Regions from separate parts of the Macaca mulatta genome. Here region 1 is linked to region 2. Evidence: chromatin contacts called from public Hi-C data. All regions are on one chromosome and are shown on one strand. The core of a region is the stretch at or near the end of the contact, and the rest is flanking DNA. Distances in the headings are between cores, read along the strand shown. Region 1 holds the start of COTL1 (coactosin like F-actin binding protein 1). Region 2 overlaps LOC144338279 (a long non-coding RNA gene).

Region 1 (5,435 bases), core at 1,937-4,436, 110 kb before region 2:
GCTCAGGAGTTCCAGACCAGCCTGGGCAACATGGCAAAAACCTGTCTCTACAAAAAAAATACAAAAATTAGCCAGGTGTGGTGGCACACGTGCCTGTAGTCTCAGCTACTTGAGTGGCTGAGGTGGGAGGATCGCTTGAGCCTGGGAGGTCAGGGCTGCAGTGGGCTGAGACTGCGCCACTGCACTCCAGCCTGGGTGACAGTTTTTTGAGGCAGGCAAGAACCAAAAAAAAAAAAAAAAAAAAAAGGCCGGGTGTGGTGGCTCACACCTGTAATCCCAGCACTTTGGGAGGCCGAGGCGGGCAGATCACGAGGTCAGGAGTTCAAGACCAGCCTAACCAACATGGTGAAACCCTGTTTCTACTAAAAATACAAACATTAGTCAGGCATGGTGGTATGCACCTGTAACCCCAGCTACTCAGGAGGCAGAGGTTGCAGTGAGCCGAGATCACGGCATTGCACTCCAGCCTGGGCAACAGAGTGAGACTCCGTCTCAAAAAAAAAAAAAAAAAAAAATCTCCATACCCAGGGCATATATCCCACCAATTATATCAGAATGTCTGGGTGTGGGATCAGAGGACCTTGGTGATTCCCATGTCCAGCCAGGGCCGGGCACCACTGACCCTATAGGGTAAATGGGTTGATCAAGGGCACACAGACTTGTAAATTTGCTAGACATTGCCCACTGACCTCCATGCTGCTCCATGGGGGTTTTGTCAATTCACACTCCCACCAGCAATGTACAAGACGGCCTGGGTCTTCACAGCCTCCCCAGCAAAGTAGGCTGGTCAGAGGTTTTTATTTTTGCCAACCTGCTTGTTTATTGATTTATTTTTAAAGGTATCTGTTTTGCTTGAATTTGCATTTCTCTTACTAGGAGTTGAGGTTGGGCATCTTTTCGCATGTTTAAGATCATCTAATCTGTCTGGTCATGTTCTGTGACCATTTTTCTTTTCATTTTCTTTTTTTTTTTAAGATTGACTTATCTATATTTTAGCAAGACTAATTCTTTACTTGAGTTGCAAATACTTTTTACTGCTGTCTTTTAATTTTTACTCTTTGCATCAGGTGGTATGGTATGGGTTTTTTTTTTTTTCTTGGATCACTTTTTATGTTTGAATATATTCATCTTTTCAATGGCTTTTGGATTTGGATTTGGGTAACATGGTTTGTGGTTAGAAGGAAGCTCCCCATATTTTCTTCTGGCACTTTTGTGATTTCCTTTTTTTGAGACAGAGTCTCGCTTTATTGCTCAGGCTTGAGTGCAATGGTGCGATCTCAGATCACTGCAACCTCTGCCCCCCTGGGTTCAAGCGATTCTCCTGCCTCAGCCTCCCAAGTAGCTGGGATTACAGTCGTCCACCACCATGCCTGGCTAATTTTTGTATTTTTAGTAGTGATGGGCTTTTGCCATGTTATCCAGGCTGGTCTCGAACTCCTGAGTTTATGAGATCCTCCCACCTCAGCCTCCCAAAGCGCTGGGATTACAGGTGTGATCCACTGCAACTGGTCTGATTTCCTTTATTTGTGTTTACATTTTTGATCCTTTTGGAATTTTCCCTGATCAATGGATCCATCTTTGTTCTTCTTTCCAATGGCCAATTGTCCCATTACCCTTATCAAAGAGTTAAGTAAGAACCGCTTTGTGAGGAATGAAATGAGAATTTCTTTTTGTCTTATAACAGCATCTAGCCTCTACTCTTCTGAAACTGTGTTCCTGTCCATCCACCCATTCAACTACCCATTGATTGGTTGATTCGTTCATTCAATTTCTTGTTTTTGTTTTTTTGCTTGTTGAGAATTCTAATATTAATTGGACATTGTCCCTGACCTTTTGGGTTTCTATTTAGGATTTGTTTTTATCACTTAATAACCAAAAATGATGACATTTTATCGAATGTCTAGTATATTTGTTCCATGTGTCATTTCAATTAAACTTAAAACAAAGCAGTGATATCAGTTACACTATTTTTCTCATTTGAGGAGTCATTTAAGAGAGGTTTTGAGGCTTTCCAATGGCCCTTTAGTTGGAAAGTGGCAGTAGTGGATGCAATTTAAGAGCCCAGTCTTCAGGATCCTGCCTTTTTACCTGCCTGGACGCTGTAACTGGTCTTTGTGGAATGGCTGGATGAGGGAATGAATGAATGAGTCAGTGAAGGAATGAGGAAGACAGAATGAGTCAGCTCTTGCTTTCAGAGGAGCCCAAAGCGAGAGGTTAAGATAGGAATGCAAATGACCAGAATCTAGAGTAAACAGAGAGCCCACCAGCGTTTTGGAAGCAGTCCACTTTCTACTTCTTCCTATTAAAAATGCTTCATTCTTTCCAATTCTTCCCCACCTAGAATCCACGGAACCAAACGCTGGGGTAGGTAGTGGCCAGCCTGTCTCCTTGGGTTTGATGCATTACGTCATCCACGTGGAGGTCCCCTGTGGAGCTCTGCAGCCCTGCAGCCTCGGGGCAGGGGCATGGGGAGAATGAGGAAAGGGGAGAGGGGGAATGGGAGGAGGGAATAGGGGACAGGGAGGGAGGAGATGCCGGGAGGATAAGTGGAGAAGAGGGAGGGGAAGCCAGGGGGAAGCAGGGGAGGGGGTCAAGGAGGAGGAAGGAAGAGAGCTTGGGGAGAAAGAAATAGGGAGGACGAAGAAGTTTCGGGCTGGGATAGGCAAGAAGAGGGAGGAGGAGAGAGGAAGAAGAATAAGGGGGAAGGGAGAAAGAGGGGGAGGGAAGGTAGGGAGAAGAGGTCAGGGAAGTGGGGGAAGCAAGGAGTGGGAGGATGAAAAGGAAGGAGGAGGGAGAGGAGGAAGGTGGGGTGGGAAAGGGGGTTAGGATAGTGGGAATTTCCAGGGAGAGGTCGGGAGGGGAGGAGGGGAAGTGAGAATGAGGAGAGAGAAGAGGGATGTTGGGGGAGAAGAGAGCGGGAGGGAGGAGGGAGAGGGAGGAGGCAAAGCCCCTACTCCGGCCCCCATCCCCGAGTTGCGCAAGCCTTCTGGGCTGGGATTGGCCGCCGGAGAATCAAGACGCTCCGCCCCCGCAGCCCGGCGGCCAATGACCAGGCGGGCCGCGGCCTGGGCGGCCAATGGGCGCGGGGGGGCGGGGTGGGCCACGGCCTGGGGGTCCCCGCGCGCTCTCCGTCCGCAGTGGAAGCCGCCGCCGTGCTCGGAGCTCGCAGGCGCCGCGTCGCTGTAGCCACCGCCACCAGCCCGTGCGCCCTCGGCGCGTACCCGCCGCGCTCCCATTCCCGCCGCCGGCCAGGGGCGCGCTCGGCCGCCCCGGACAGTGTCCCGCTGAGGCCCCGCGGCGATGGCCACCAAGATCGACAAAGAGGCTTGCCGGGCGGCGTACAACCTGGTGCGCGACGACGGCTCAGCCGTCATCTGGTAGGAACTTTTCATTCCTCTCCACGCCCCGCTCCCCGGGCTCGCGCGGGGCCTCGTGCACCGAGCCGGCCTCCAGGCGGGACGGATTCGGGGCCTCCCGCGCTGTCTTCCTCGCCTTATTCCGGGACGGCGTGCCAGGCCCCCGCGGGCTTCTCCGTGGCCAGCGCGTCTGTTAGATTGTCCTCTGCAAGCGCCGCGCCGCGCAGCCACCAGCGCTGATGTGTGTGTGTGTGTTTTTTTCTTCTCCCAACCCAAAGGGTGACTTTTAAATATGACGGCTCCACCATCGTCCCCGGCGAGCAGGGAGCGGAGTACCAGCACTTCATCCAGCAGTGCACAGGTAGGGAGGCGCGCCTGCCGGGCGGATGCGCGGTCGTTGGGAGGTTGTCTGCACCCGGGGAGCCCCGGCCAGAGCCAACCTGGGAGGAACCGGTGGCCACATGGGGTGCTCCTAGCGCATGGCGTGGGAGGAACCCGATGTGAGCGTTTTAAGGCCTCATAAAACCTTCTCCCCTCTGGACAACCGAAGCAACAGAATTGACCCACCTGCCTCCGCCATCCCACAATGCCTTCTCCAGGCGGGGCAGCTCTTTTGCCCCCTGCGGTTCACTGGTTTTCCAAGGTCACCTCCTGTGTTTCGAAACTCCAGTGTCCAGCTCTTCCCACTGTCCCTTTTGATCAGTCACTGAGCCCAAATACGAACAGGCTAGGGGGCTGCTTGGAAGGGAAAGAAACTCAGCCGCGCCCTCCTTTCTCCCACTATCATTGTCTAACCGTGTGCTAATTTTATGTGATTTTTAATTTAATTTAACGAGTAGAATCAGATGCAAAAGAGTACACACCATATGATTCCATTTATAAATCCTAGACAAGGCGAAACTAATCTATGGTGTGAATGTCAGAATCAGGTTAGCTTTTGGGGTAGATAGCCTCTGATTGGGAGGGGCACACCACCCGGACTGCTGGGAGCTGGAAATGTCTCTGTAGACATTTGTTGATCTGGGAGGGGGTTATGCAGGTGTGTACCCACGTAAAAAATCATCAGACTGTATACTTAAGATTTGTGTGCCTTAGGCACTTCCTGGTTGTGTATGAACCATGAAAAGAAAGACCACGTGGCAGGCATCGCCATAAACCCCTCAGTAGTGGCAGAGGCTCTGTGATGTTGGTAATGGGACCTTTTAAAGAGATTGGAGAATGCGACTCCCTCCCATCTCTGGTCTTTAGTTGGAAGCAAACTTTTGGACAAAGGCAGCACAGCCCGGAGGTTAGGGCGTGGACCCTGAGCCAGACGGTGTGGGTTTGTTATTTATTTATTTATTTATTTTGTCTTTTTGAGACAGAGTCTTGCTCTGTTGCCCAGGCTGGAGTACAGTGGCCAATCTCAGCTAACTGCAACCTCCCTTTCCTGGGTTCAAGAGAGTCTCCTGCTTCCTGAGTAGCTGGGATTACAGGCGCCCACCGCCACGCCCAGCTAATTTTTTGTAATTTTAGTGGAGATGGGGGTTTCACCATGTTGGCCAGGCTGGTCTCTAACTTCTGACCTTAGGTGATCTGCCCGCCTTGGCCTCTCAAAGTGCTGGGATTACAGGCGTGAGCCACCGAGCCCAGCCAACGGTGTGGGTTTGAATCCCTCAATGGCTGTGTCCTGGCTGTGTGGCTTGGAGCGAGTTCCTTCATCTCTGGGGGTCTTGGTTTCCTCACCTGCACTCTCACAGTGCCGTTGTGAGGGTAAGTGAGTCAGTATGTGTAAAATGCTCAGAACAGTGCCTGTACAAGCTACATGATTATTTGCGAAATAAATAAAAAGTACAAAATTGTGCCAGGGATCATGTGGGTGTTTCTTTCCTTAACTGCTTCCATAATCAAATTCTATTTTACATTTAGTTCAATTCAAAGGATATTTGTGGAGGGACTACTAGAGGCTGAGCGATACTAAGAATGTGCACACACACACACACAACTAAAATTACTCCTTGCGCGCTGCCTGTAGACATTCATTCATTGCTTTTGTAAACAGTTGGCCTAAAATAGCAGCATAAAGCACTGCAATGATGT
Region 2 (4,831 bases), core at 209-2,708:
TAAGTCCTCTTCCTAGATGTTTTTATTTAACCCCTTCTGGGTCCCCATTCTGCCTGGTGGGGCTGGTGGACTGACCCTTCTCACTGCCAGCCCATGTGTGATGCTTTATGGGGCATCTCTCCCTCTGGAGGACACGGTCTCTCTCGCTGCCTCCTGGGTCCCCTGCCCTTACATGATGCCCAGCACATTATAGGCACTCAAGTGTGCTGAACACTGAATCTTACAGGTCTGGCCCACTCCCAAGGAGCCTAGCTCAGGGAGGTTGATCAAGCCAGCCAGAGCCGCTGAGCTGCGGTCTGAACTGTGGAGCCAGTGCTGTCCAACATCCAAATACAGACAATGGAGGTAGAATGCAAGCCCTGTGCGATTCTAAGTTTTTTGAATTCACGTTTTAAAAAGAGAAATAATATGAATACGCTTTGAACCTAATATGGCCAAAATACCATTTCTACATGGAATTTCTATTTCACAATTATTTTGGGGTAACACGGAAGAGATCAACGTGGTGATGGAACATCTCTGTATCTTCAATATAGATGGGAGAGTTGTGTTCTGTAGTGATGGTCACACGGCTCTACGACCCTTGTGGGGAAATGACAGAATCGGATACACACATTGTACCAGCGTCTATTTCCCAGTTTGGATTAGGTGACATAGAACCACAGGGAAACTTGGTGAAGGGTATATGGGACCTCTGTGCACTGTCTTTGCAACTTTCTGTTGCACTTATAATTATTTCTAAATAGTTTTTTTTTTGTTTGAGATGGAGTCTCACTCTGTTGCTCAGGCTGGAGTGCAGTGCTACGATCTCAGCTCACTGCAACCTTGACCTCTCAGCCTCAAGTGATTCTCCCTGCCTCAGCCTCCAGAGTAGCTGGGACCACAGGTGCCCACAACCACTCTCGGCCAATTTTTGTATTTTTAGTAGAGACAGGGTTTTGCCATGTTGGCCAGGCTGGCCTCGAACTCCTGACCTCGGGTGATCTGCCTGCCTCAGCCTCTCAAAGTGCTGGGATGATAGGCTTGAGTCACTGCTCTTGGCCATAAAATAGTAATTTAAAATTTGAGATTTTAAAATTAAAAAAGAAAAAACAACCAAGTCTTTGAACACTGCTGTGTCTTTCACGCTTATGGCACATCTAGGTTTGGACCTGAGACATTCAAGTAGCATCAGACAGCCATGTCCCTCACTCCATGCCCCCAGCACAGCGTTCTTGAGCTGGGATTGCTGGAGGCCTGCACTGTCTCTCCCACGGACTGGTTGCCTGGTAGATAAGCTACTGCCCTGCTTTGAGCCTCAGTTTGTGCATCTGTTAAGTGGGAAGAACGGCAGTGCCTATCACAGAGTGGTGGCTGCCAGGGTTAAGTGGGATGCTGCGTGTTCAGCACTTAGCGTGGGCCTGGCCCACATCTACTGGTATTAATCATATTTACAATCCCAAACGGCAGCTTCATCTGGTTCTGCCTAATGTTAGAAAGCCCTGCTGCCTCCCTCTGTTAATCTCCCTGAAACAGTCCATTCCTGGCCATCTCTTCTCCTTTGAACTGCTGGGCAGGAAGCAGAACGACCTCTCTGCATTTGGCCTGGGCACCGAGTCCCTGGTTGCCCTCGATGCCTGGTGCCTTCTGGAGAGGTGGCTGCCTGCCTGCCTGCCTGCCTGCCTGCCTGCCTGCCTGCCTGCCTGCTTGGAGGCCAGACCTTCTGTAAAGATCTGTGCAAAGCCTCTTTCGAAACTGAGGACTTCCGTCACCAGCCCTGGCTGTGCGTTGTCACTGGGCATGTTCACCATATAAGGCGATCCCTGCAGAGGCAGGGACCCAGGTAAGCAGGCGGCCTCGCAAGCCTCGCTCCGCTAAGCCACAAAGGCTCCCCAGCTGAGTGTGTGCACAGAGGACTTTAGCAACTAGGAGATTTTCTCACCTTTTATGGTCTCAGGAGAAGAAAAAGACCTGTGTACCACAAAAGCAGAAACACAGCCTGAGCGCAGTGAGAACTGTGGGTTGAACTCACAGCAACTCTTGTTGCAAAAGCAACTTGTGTGAGAAGCCCAGGATGTAGCTAACTCTGCAGGGTGCCTGGTGCCTAAGATAAAGTGACTGTGGAGCTGTGAGGAGTTCCTGTGCAGTGGCAAGACAGCAGCTGCAGAATTTAAGTTGGGGGGGCTTTTGGATGGGGCATAACCACCATGACCCCTCCTTAGCCTTGTGCTCACCCACAGGGTCTTCCCCCACACCGTCCTCCCTCAGATCGAGCTTCCCCACTGTCCTTGAAGCCTGTACTGTCATCAAAGAACATCACCTCCCTCCACCCCCTGGGATTATTTTCATCCCGGTTCTGGGCTGCGGGCCGTGGAAGCCAAGGTGGGGTAGAGAGTGGGCAGGAGGGTCTTGGGGACACCTGAAGGGTGACGGAGGGAAGAACGTGGGGACATGTGTTCCAGGCAAAATGGAAAGGCCAGGGTGAAGGAGTCGAGCTGGGCCATGCGCGTGGGGAGAGACCAGGCTCAGATGGTGGGGGCTGAGTGAGAGGTCAGCCTAGGGTGGTGGGCAGTCATGGAAGGGTTTTAAAGTAGGGGAGAGGCAGGATCCGTTGTACCTGGGGGAATCGAGGGGGGCAGGAGCAACCAACTGACCATTTGTTCATTCAGTAGCCATTTCTTTTTCTTTTCTTTTCTTTTTTTTTTCACTGGCTCTGTCACCCAGGCTAAAGTGTGGTGACACAATCACAACTCACTTTAGCCTCTATATCCTAGGCTCAAGCAATCTTCCTGCCCCAGCCTCCCGAGAAGCTGGGACTGGAGACTTGCACCACCACGCCCCAGCTAATTTTTGACTTTTTGTAGAGATGAGGGAACTCCCTGTGTTGCGCAGGCTGCTCTTGAAATCCTGGGCTCAAGTGATCCTCCCATCTTGGCCTCCCAAAGTGCTGGGATTCCAGGTGTGAGCCACCACACTCGGCTAAGCAGCTGTTTCTTGAGCCCCCGCTGTGGGCCAGACCAGGCCCAGGTGCAGGGGACATAGAAGTGACGTCCCTGCACTCAGGCTCTGTGTCCTGGTGGAACTTAGAGGACAGGGTGACAGTCTCCCTCAGCCTTTCAGATGCTGCTTTTCCTTGGCTGCCCTTTCCTGGATTTTTCTTGTTGTCTGAAAGACCACCGTGGTGGCTAAATGGTAGAAAGGAAAGCTTTGCGGGGGTATCAGTTTGCAAACCGGAAAAGATGATCTCCAATGTGTGCCAAAGGTACCCTCTCTTCAAAGAGGGGAGGAACAGGCTGGGTTTTATGCTTCACAGGGCCTGTAGCCCACAATAGTTACATATATTCAGCAGGTCTGGGGGGAAGTGATATATATTTATGAAGGGAGCAGAGTGCATGGGCAGTGGGTAAACACATGTAACATACATGACATGTTCACGATGGAGTGAGGTTAGCATTAAAGAGAGGTGGAACTTGGTTCTCTGTGTGGAAAGGTGAACGGTAGGGCACACACTTTGTGGGTAGCTTCTGTAAGCCGCCGAAATAGCCTTAAGGTCTGTAATTATCGGAAAAGAATGTAAGTCCATTCCTTCGTCCGGTCAGAGTTGTAGCGGTTGGATAATTTGCCTGATAGCTGTAGTTATTAGGGTGTTTTGCAAATGTGTTTTTTTTCTTGTAGCCATAGGGATTTTAAAATTTGCCATGCCAGGCCAGGTGCAGTGGCTCACGCCTGTAATACCAGCACTTTGGGAAGCTGAGGCGGGCAGATCACTTGAGGTCAGGAGTTCGAGACTAGCCTGGGCAACATGATGAAACCCTGTCTGTACAAAAAATATAAAAATTAGCCAGCCATGGTGGCGCATGCCTGTAATCCCAGATACTCGGGAGGCTGAGGTGGGAGAATCGCTTGAGCCCAGGAGGCAGAAGTTGCGTTGAGCCAAGATTGCGCCAGTGTACTCCAGCCTGGGTGACAAAGTGAGGCTGTCTCAAATAAATAAATTTGGCTAGGTGCGGTGGCTCATGCCTGTAAACCCTGCACTTTGGGAGGCGGAGGTGGGCTGATCACGAGGTCAGGAGTTTGGGACCAGCCTGGCTGACATAGTGAAACCCCGTCTCTACTACAAATGCAAAAATTAGCTGGGTGTGGTGGCACGCGCCTGTAGTCCCAGACTCCGGAGTTTGAAGGAGGAGAATTGCTTGAACCTGGGAGGCAGAGGTTGCAGTGGGCCAAGAGCATGCCATTGTACTCCAGCCTGGGTGACAGTGAGACTCTGTCTCAAAAAAAAAAAAAAAAAAAAAAAAAAGTATTAATTTCCCATGCCAGCTGGGCCCTGAACCTTGAACCCCGAAATCATAGGTAACTTTGTTTCCTTAACCTTATGTCCATCTTAGCTGATATAGGGGCATCTATTTTGGTCTCTCAGATCATACTTCCTATCACCTCTGAAAGGATCCTGACTTGTTTTACCTGGGTAATTCAGAGGTAGGAAGAGGCAAGAACCCCAAGTTACTATTTTGTGCCCTAAGCTTTGAAAACCGCTGGGCCTTTCCCACCTCCCCCCTACCCCGCCACCCGTTGTAGGTTTCCACTTTGTTCTCACACCATGTGACCAGCACCCTGTCCCCCAATTCTCACCCCTACCTCCACTGCCCTAACTGAACGCGGTGCTCCGGCCAAGCAGTTAGGAAATGGTTTCCAAAAGCAGAAAAAAATGATCTAAGAATACAGAATAGAGAGGGAGTGGAAGGGCAGCCTCACAGCAGCAGAGGCGGACAGGCACCACCTCAGCCAGGTGCTCAGCGGCGGCATCGGCGGCCAGGAGTCACACTGATAATTCTGGCCCTTGACAGGATGT

What was found. Hi-C and Micro-C count contacts between places; a contact is called where the count stands out from the background.
Region 1: a Hi-C map of blood shows a contact between it and region 2, with 14 times the contacts expected there. The contact joins the promoter of COTL1 here to the enhancer-like site in region 2. A contact is called at or near these places in 8 of 14 Hi-C or Micro-C datasets (CD4 T cells, blood, cortical neurons and 4 more).

Annotation. Positions count from the first base shown.
Region 1 is chr20:79,978,447-79,983,881 of T2T-MMU8v2.0, reverse strand. COTL1 (coactosin like F-actin binding protein 1) reads left to right here and starts at 3,186. Exons shown (of 4, transcript NM_001261155.1): 1 at 3,186-3,377; 2 at 3,635-3,717. The coding sequence starts at 3,301.
Region 2 is chr20:79,872,063-79,876,893 of T2T-MMU8v2.0, reverse strand. The region is part of intron 1 of LOC144338279 (a long non-coding RNA gene); the gene reads right to left. Among named protein-coding and RNA genes, the nearest start is that of MEAK7, 13 kb to the right of the region's middle. Within about 2 kb of position 1,458, at least 17 of the 40 cell types and tissues checked have an H3K27ac peak or open chromatin away from gene starts, as enhancers often do. A contact at or near this core is called in CD4 T cells and blood, where this site is marked.